Regions from separate parts of the Bos taurus genome. Here region 2 is linked to region 1. A link is a contact called in public Hi-C data. All regions are on one chromosome and are shown on one strand. The core of a region is the stretch at or near the end of the contact, and the rest is flanking DNA. Distances in the headings are between cores, read along the strand shown.

Evidence for each region. A called contact is a pair of places that touch in the nucleus more often than the background predicts.
Region 2: a Hi-C map of an unstated tissue shows a contact between it and region 1, with 5 times the contacts expected there. The contact joins the promoter of CALM2 here to the enhancer-like site in region 1. A contact is called at or near these places in 2 of 11 Hi-C or Micro-C datasets (skin fibroblasts and an unstated tissue).

The regions. Positions count from the first base shown.
Region 1 is chr11:29,447,291-29,451,184 of ARS-UCD2.0, reverse strand. All of the region lies in intron 5 of TTC7A (tetratricopeptide repeat domain 7A), which reads right to left. Among named protein-coding and RNA genes, the nearest start is that of TTC7A, 44 kb to the right of the region's middle. Within about 2 kb of position 1,679, at least 12 of the 102 cell types and tissues checked have an H3K27ac peak or open chromatin away from gene starts, as enhancers often do.
Region 2 is chr11:29,592,492-29,596,385 of ARS-UCD2.0, reverse strand. CALM2 (calmodulin 2) reads left to right here and starts at 2,072. Exons shown (of 6, transcript NM_001242587.1): 1 at 2,072-2,150. The coding sequence starts at 2,148. LOC132346567 (a long non-coding RNA gene) reads right to left here and starts at 1,988. Exons shown (of 6, transcript XR_009496415.1): 1 at 1,371-1,988.

The DNA of each region.
Region 1 (3,894 bases), core at 430-2,929:
CAGATTCCTGGGGACTTTGAGCTTGGAGCCATAAAAGGACAGAAGCTCAATTCCTTGCCTTCCGGAAACCTCTGGTTTCTGACAAGCAAGCAAGCAACATTATAAATTTTGATCCCCGTTTGTAAGATTGACAATGGAGACTAAGACCTGGGAGATAGAATAAGAATCACAGCAATCTTCCCTAGTCTGTCCAGAGCTTCTGAAGAGCCAGGAAGGGCATGAAGCACAGGGCACCACAGGCTCCTTAGAGACTTCTTGTCTGGGGGCTGCTACTGAAGGCAGAGTTCACCTTCAGGGGACTGCGCACAGCCCCCCTCCTCTATAAAGTCACACCTTCAGTTTCAAACAGCATCTCCCAGACTCCTATCATCTACATGCCACATCCACACTTTTGGCTACTAGCTGTACACCATTAGTGTTACTGCTTTGTGCAATACTTTTCTTAATATCTTCTTTCTTTTTACTTCAGTAGACATCCCACCTTCATCAAACATACCTGAAATCATGGATTTGGTGTACAAGTTGTTTGGCTTCAGGTTTCGCATTTCTTTTTTGCTAACAAATATTACATACAGAAGTACTTTTTTTTTTCAGAAGTACTTTAAAAACCTTAGTCCGTGTATCACTTACAGCCATTTGTGTGCCACTAGAGGTATTAAGGTGGGACCAGCGGCATTAGCATCAGGGGAACTTGTTAGAAATGCAAATTCTGAGGATCCCTACTCCAGATCTGCTGGGTCAGAAATTCTGCTGTGGAGTCCAGCAATCCATGTTCTATCAAACTCCAAGAGGGTCCCAATGACATTCAAGTTTGGGAACCACTGATTTAGTCGATTCCTCAATGCCTTCCAGTTCTCCTATGCTAAGCAATCAGGTTCCAGGAGGAACAACCTGACATGGAAACCCTGGCTTTGCAGCCAGATCCTAAATCTGCAATCTTAGGAAAGTGAGGTAGCCAATCTGACTTCTAGTCTCCCTGTCTGCAGGAGGATTCCTCATTTGCTCCCAGTGCTGTCAGGAAGACGAATATATGTGAAGCCCTGAGGACAGCAGGCATGTGGTATAGACTTACTGAGTATTAGCTATCTTCCCTATTTTCCTTTCTAATCTGGGTCCTAAAGGTCACATTACTTATGTTTTAATTTGCCACATTATTTTGCACGGAAGTTCAGAAGCTAATGAGTAGAGGGGGAGGAAGTACCCAAGGGGCTGCTCCAGTTTTGTGTCCATCTTTCTCCTTCCATCAGCCCCGCCCACAGGGGACACAAGAACAGGACTCCCTGATAGGCAGACCACACCCAGGGACAGGCTGGGAGCCCCAAGCCCGAAAGCAAGAGTCTGCAGCAGAAGCCCTTCAAGCCCACTGAGGACTCTGCCTTGGAGAAGGACCCAGAGGTGGACAGCAGGGGCAGCTGAGAGGAAAACCACACGGCCACCACTATTAGAAGAGTGAGAAAAGACGCATGAATTCTCAGAAGACAGGAAACGGCTGGCTCTGGGAACTCAGCTGCGGGAGAGCTCTGCTGGAGCAGCTGGGCCACAGGCTGAGGAAGGCTGGACCCTGGGGCTGCCCAGGGCCCCTTTGGCCCAGAAGAAGCCAGGAGTGCCCCGGACCTGTGGGTGATTTTCCACTCTGTGGGCTACCTGCCAGCCTCCTCCCTGGCAGCCTGGCCAAGGCTGCTACCAGGAGGCCAGAGCCAACAAGGACTATGATCCCTTCTTCCCACTGCAAGGCAAGGACTGTCCTCTCTCTGCCTGTAGTTTCTATATCATCAACACTCAGAAAGTACTCCCAGGTCAGCAGTACTGGCATTGCCTGGGGATTTGGGAGAAATGCAGACTCCCAGGGATCCTGTTTCTCCCAATACACACACAATTTAGGAATAAGCACTGTATTTTAACAAGATCTTGTGCTCCCAAAGTTGTATATTTTTATTGTTTTCAAATCTGTAAGGGAACTGGGCATCTAAATAAGCTTCCAAGAATTTTTTAGCAAAGTAATCACCCTTAGGCATCTTTTGGGTAAGTTCCAATTTTTATTGAATGCAGATAAAGAGAAAAACCGACAAAGGTTCCGGTGGCCGGAGCTAGACAGGGAGAGACCCAGGCTCCTGGCCAATGCTGATCTGTTCTGAAATGTCAGGAATGCCCCTCTCCCTCAGCTCACCCCTCCAGGAAATGGGAAACAAGCTGGGGTCTCTCCCACCAGCCTGAATAATCCTGTCGCAGGTCTAAACTGATGATGCCAGGTAGAGCTGGGACTTTTCTGAACCCCGTGAGAGGCCAGTTTGAAAGATCTCTTTGTTCCAATCTCTCACATTGACCTTTCTGAGCAAAGCTGCCACTTTAAACAATATCCAATCAGGAGCCTCCAACAAACCCTGGCCCAGAATCAGGCTGCATGCAGACAAGCCAGGAGGCCATGGATTCCAACTCAAGCAAACCCTGGCTGGTCAGGAGCAGAGAGAAAGAGATGTGCGTGCAGTCATGGGTCAACGGAAACAACCTGTCTTAGAGTGGCCTGCAGGTGGGCTATGCAAGGAGGTGGCAAGCTCCCCAGGGCCCCTGGTCAACAGCAAGCAGTGGGGAGGATTTTGGAAAGCACTTTATCTCATTCAGTCTTTGCAACTTCTAATGAGGTTGGTGAGGGAAGCTTCATATTTCTGGGTACCAGCTCAATGCTTGGAACACAGGAGGCACTCAAGAAATTATTGTGGAATAAATCCATCCATTCTCCAAGGGGAAAATTAAAGCCCTGAAGACGCCTGCCTTTTCAGGCCATCACTCACGCAATGGAAAAGGTGGGCTCCCTGCAGGCACCAAGGGATTCAGATTTCACTCCCTTCTAGCTAACCAGACCCTCCAGAAAGACAACGGTGTTCTGACTTGGCACAGTTACACTTCCCTTTCCTGGCTATCTGACCTCCAGGACTCCCTCGACTAAGTCTTTTCAAAGGGCTCACGGCATACCAAGTACCTGGATATTGTCCGACTCAATGGACATGAGTTTGAGCAAGCTCCGGGAGCTGGTGATGGACAGGGAAGCCTGGAGCGCTGCAGTCCATGGGGTTGCAAAGAGTCGGACACAGCTGAGTGACAGAACTGAACTGGATACTGAACACCAACTACCTGTTCTCAACAGGCATCCAACTAGTACAGGGGGAATGAATTAAGAGACTGATGATAAATGAATAGCTCATTTATGGGCTTGCACGTAAGGAGCTCATGGTCTATAAATTTAGCCATGCTCCTGATTTATTCAAGAGCTTAGCAAAATATTTTGCATACAGTAGGGTGCTCAACAAATTTTCTTGAGGGAGAGAATGAGAAACAGGGAATGAGAAAATACATGGAATTACCACTGAATGGAACCTAAACAGGCTCTGGTATGCATGGCCCCGGCCAGAAGTCTCTGTTTCAGGGCTGGCACTGCTAATCGTGTATGAGATGTTTCTGGTCAAAGACCCAGAAATGCACAGCCAGGTCTCAACAGCTGGAGAACTGAACCAGAAGACAGGGTCAGGTGAAGTTCAAATGGTTATCAAGCTACTCCTTCCTGCCACAGAACCACATCATCATTTTCAAAAACTAAAGCTCTCCTCTTCACTCTCAACCCCAGAAAAAGACTGTGACACTTCGTGCAGGGCCCTGAGGACATCCAAGCAAGGGGACTGTTCTAGCGAGGTCGGGGATGGGTGGTGGTAAGGACAATAAGTAAAGACTGTGCATTGAGAGAGGCTGGAAGGATGTGCCTTCTCTGATGGGCCTCCAAGTTCTCCCTTTGCCTAAAGAGGTCTCTTCCGTGACCACCAGGAGGCTCTCCTGGGTTTTGCCCTTGGGTGACTCTGCTCCCTGGATGCCCCCTTGAGCCATCCGTCTCCTGCCCTCCCCCAG
Region 2 (3,894 bases), core at 823-3,322, 140 kb before region 1:
AACAATAACTCCTTGTTCCCCCTTTCCCTGACAACCATCATTCTACTTTCTGTTTCTGTGATTTTTGACTATTCCAAATACCTCAAATAAACGGAATCATACAGTATGTGACTTTTTGTGACTTATTTCACTTAGCATAATGTCATTGAAGTTCATTCATGCTGTGGCATATTGCAGCATTTTTAAGGCCAAATAGTATGCCATTTATGTACAACAGATGTATACCACATTTTGCTTATCCATTCATCTGCTGATGAACACTTGGATCCCTTCTACATTTTAGCTGTCTTGAATAGTGCCATGAACATGGGTGTAACAATATCTCTAAGATCCTGCTTTCAGTTCTTTTGAGTATATACCAAGAAGCACAATTGCTGGATCATATGGTAATTCTATTTTTAATTTTTTAAGGAACTGCCATGTTATTTTCCAAAGCGGCTGTACCGTTTTACATTCCCACCAACAGTGCACAAGGATGCCAATTTCAGAGCTAATTTCTATGTGGCTTCAAAAATGTTCATTTAAACCTGAGAGATTAAAGACTCAAAAGGGCAAATTCATTAGGAAACTCAGTATGATCACATATACACAATACTATGGTTTTATTATAGTAACCACTGTGTGCCTACCCTGTACCAGGTACTTCAACACTTTACCTAGATGCTAATCTTTATATGATTCTAATTCTTATAACCTTTCAAGATAGGTATTGTAACCTCCATTTTACAAATAAGGCTAAAGATTAAATGACTCATCCAAGGTCATACATCTAACAAAAGTGACCCAACCAGTACTCATACCCAGGTCTCACTCCAAGCCAGAACCCTATTATTCCACAGTATCAAGGAGCTATTGGAATTTTGTATACTGCGTTTTTTCCTCCGCATGATGAAGGCAAAGTGAAGTCGCTCAGTCGTGTCCAACTGTTTGTGACCCCGTGGACTGTAGCCCACCAGGCTCCTCCGTCCATGACTGGAGTGCGTTGCCATTTCCTTCTCCAGGGGATCTTCCCAACCAAGGGATCAAACTCAGGTCTCCCGCATTGCGAGCAGACGCTTTAACGTCTGAGCCACCAGGGAAGCCCAAGAATACTGGAGTGGGTTGCCATTCCCTTCTCCAGGAGATCTTCCCGACCCAGGGATTGAACCCGGGTCTCCCACATTATAGGCAGACGCTTTACGGTCTGAGCCACGAAAGGGGAAGTATCAACGGAAGTTTCTTTAGGATTAGTCAGGTAAACAGCTGCATTCGCCTTTACGAAGATTTTCATGGGCTTTGTGTGCTCAGCTGGTAAAGAATCTGCCTGCAATGCCGGAGACGTGGGTTCGGTCCTTGGGCTGGGAAGATCCTCTGGGGAAGGAAAAAGATACCTGTATTCTGGCCTGGAGAATTCCATGGGGTCACAAAGAGTCGGGCACGACTGTGTGATTTTCACTTTTCGCTTTGTGGGGGAGTTACATGGTAAACGTGTGGCCTCCATAAGGCGGATAAACGAGGCTGAGATGAAGAGCGCGGGGTACGGGTTTCACTGGGTCTTTCAGCTTCATTCTTAATCGCTACTTTCGTAGACCCCCTACACCGGGGCGGGAAAGCGTTCGTGCAAATGTAGCAAGGAAGGATGGGTGGAGGAGGAAAGCTTTCCAGCCAACCGCAGTTGCCAGGACAGCGCGGCCCGAGCCGCAACGGCAGAAGCTGCACCGCGTCCCGGCAGCGGCTGCGAGCCCCAGTGACGCATTGCAGGTACGAACCAGCCAATCAGAGGAGGGCTCAACGATCATCGCGCTTCGTGTCGTTACTACGATGCTCTTCCGCGCCGCAAAGTAGCGCCTCTCAGGCGCCACTCCACCGGCTCTTCAACGGCTCGCTAGGGAGTGAAACACAGTTACGTCATCCGTTCGTCCCCTTCCCTTTATCTTTTGCATCGTCTATCACATAATTGTGGATAAAAGGGTCTCGAGAGGCGTTGGAGGGGAGGGGGTTGGCCGGGACTCGTTTATGATGTTCCGTTATCTGAAGTGTGGCGGAGGGATCTGGCGGAGGGAGGTGTTTATGAGGCGCTGGGGGCGGAGGGGGAGAATTAGTCCGAGTGGAGCGAGCGAGCTGAGTGGTTGTGTGATTGCGTCCCGGAGACCGGTAGCGCTTGCAGCATGGTGAGTGCGTCGCTAAGCTGCGGGCGCTCGGCCTGTAGGGGGTAAGAGGCTGAAGCGAATGGACGAAAGGGAACTAGCCTTTCTCACACTCTCTAGGAGTGGTCTTCGCCAGGGGGATGGTGCGCCAGAGGCTGGGGGTGTCCACGGCGGTTGTGTCGCAGGTGCTCCCCCACCCCCACTCTCCTCAGGGAGGTGTCCCGTGGTGTACTGGGGGCCAGGCGCAGCGCCCCCGGGACCTTGGAGCTCCTCAGAGGCTGGATGAGGATGGAGCCGGGGCGGGGGCAGCTGGGTTAGGCGAGGGTGGAAGGGCGGGAGGAGCGGGAGCGCAGAAGCCTTGGGTCGGGCATCTCAAAAGGTCAGCCAGGGGCCGTATTCAAAAGCCCAACGGACGGTTGGTGCGGGCGCCAGGAAGCGCCTTTGTCCGCGCGCGGCCGCCATGCGCCGTGGGGGCGGGCGGGAGCGCGCGAGGCCCGGGGCGAGCGCCCGCGCCGCCGTTAGCCCGCAGCCCCCGCGTGCTGGGCCGGGAGGGAGCTGGGGGCGCGCGAGCGGGCGGGCGGACTAGCTGAGTGGGCCGAGTCCGCGGGGAGCGGCCGGGGGCGGGGCGGGCTCGGGACCGCGGCCGTCGCTTGCCAGACCCGGCTCGAGCCCCAGCTGCTGCGCTGGCACCTGCGGGACTGCGGAGGTCTGGGCGTCCCGCGGCGCTGCGGGGTCGTCCGGTCGGGCAAAGTTTGGGGAGGGCAGCCTCGTCCGATTCCCATCCCCCACCCCCGGCGGCGAGGAGGAAGCTCGGTGAATACTGATCTTTTTGCTACATATGGGCCTTGAGGCCTAATTCCACTTCCCAGGCTAAATAATTCTAAAAAAAATTCAAGTGGTTTTGTCATTGAAGGAAATGACTATATCTGAAGTCAGGCGCAGCCTCGCACTGCGCATCTCGTTAGAGAAAGCCAGAGACTCCAGCTGGCTTTTGAAAGGCGTTTTTCTATTCACTCACCGAAAGCCCGCTCCGGGATGACTCCCGTTCTGATGCCAAAGTCGATCTTACCCTCTAGTAACAATCGGAAGGATGCCTTTAACAGGGGCCACAGTCCTCTTTTGAGTGCTCACGTGCACGTTGAAATGTTTAAGATCCATTAACACTATTGCCCCGCACCAACACCCTTGAAAATAACTCCCTATTTCCGTAGCGAAAATGCCAGGTCATCTTTTAAGTGAGGTTTAATTCATTTGTACATTAATGATTGTCAAAGACTATGGTGATAGAAGAGTATATTGGGGGACGGGATTTTTTTAAAGCATTTTCCTGTCACTTGAGACCGGAACTCTTGTTCTTTCCTGTTAAGAAAAAGTCTCATGAGCGAGGTAATTTGCAATACTTATTTTGTGGTTCCTTCTGCCAAGTGGTTACAGGCGATGGGTGTGTCCAGGAGGCAAGGTGACATCTTAAACAGGAGTTGGGAATCCTTGCCAACTGAAACCTCCACTCTGTATGGGTGTGGGGGGAAGAGTTCACATTTGTTTGATGTACTCGTTCCATTTTGATATTTTAATTATTTTATTCTAAATTTGAATATGCTGGTTGAATTTACTCTTTTAGGTGAAAATATTGGCATGTAATTAAGGTTCTGAATTGTGGGGTGAATTTTTTTATATTATGTAAATAAAAAATAAGTTTGTTTCTAATCAGTCTGATAATTAAATCAAGATCTCAGATTTTCTTGATGAGGCACAGTTTGTCATCTAC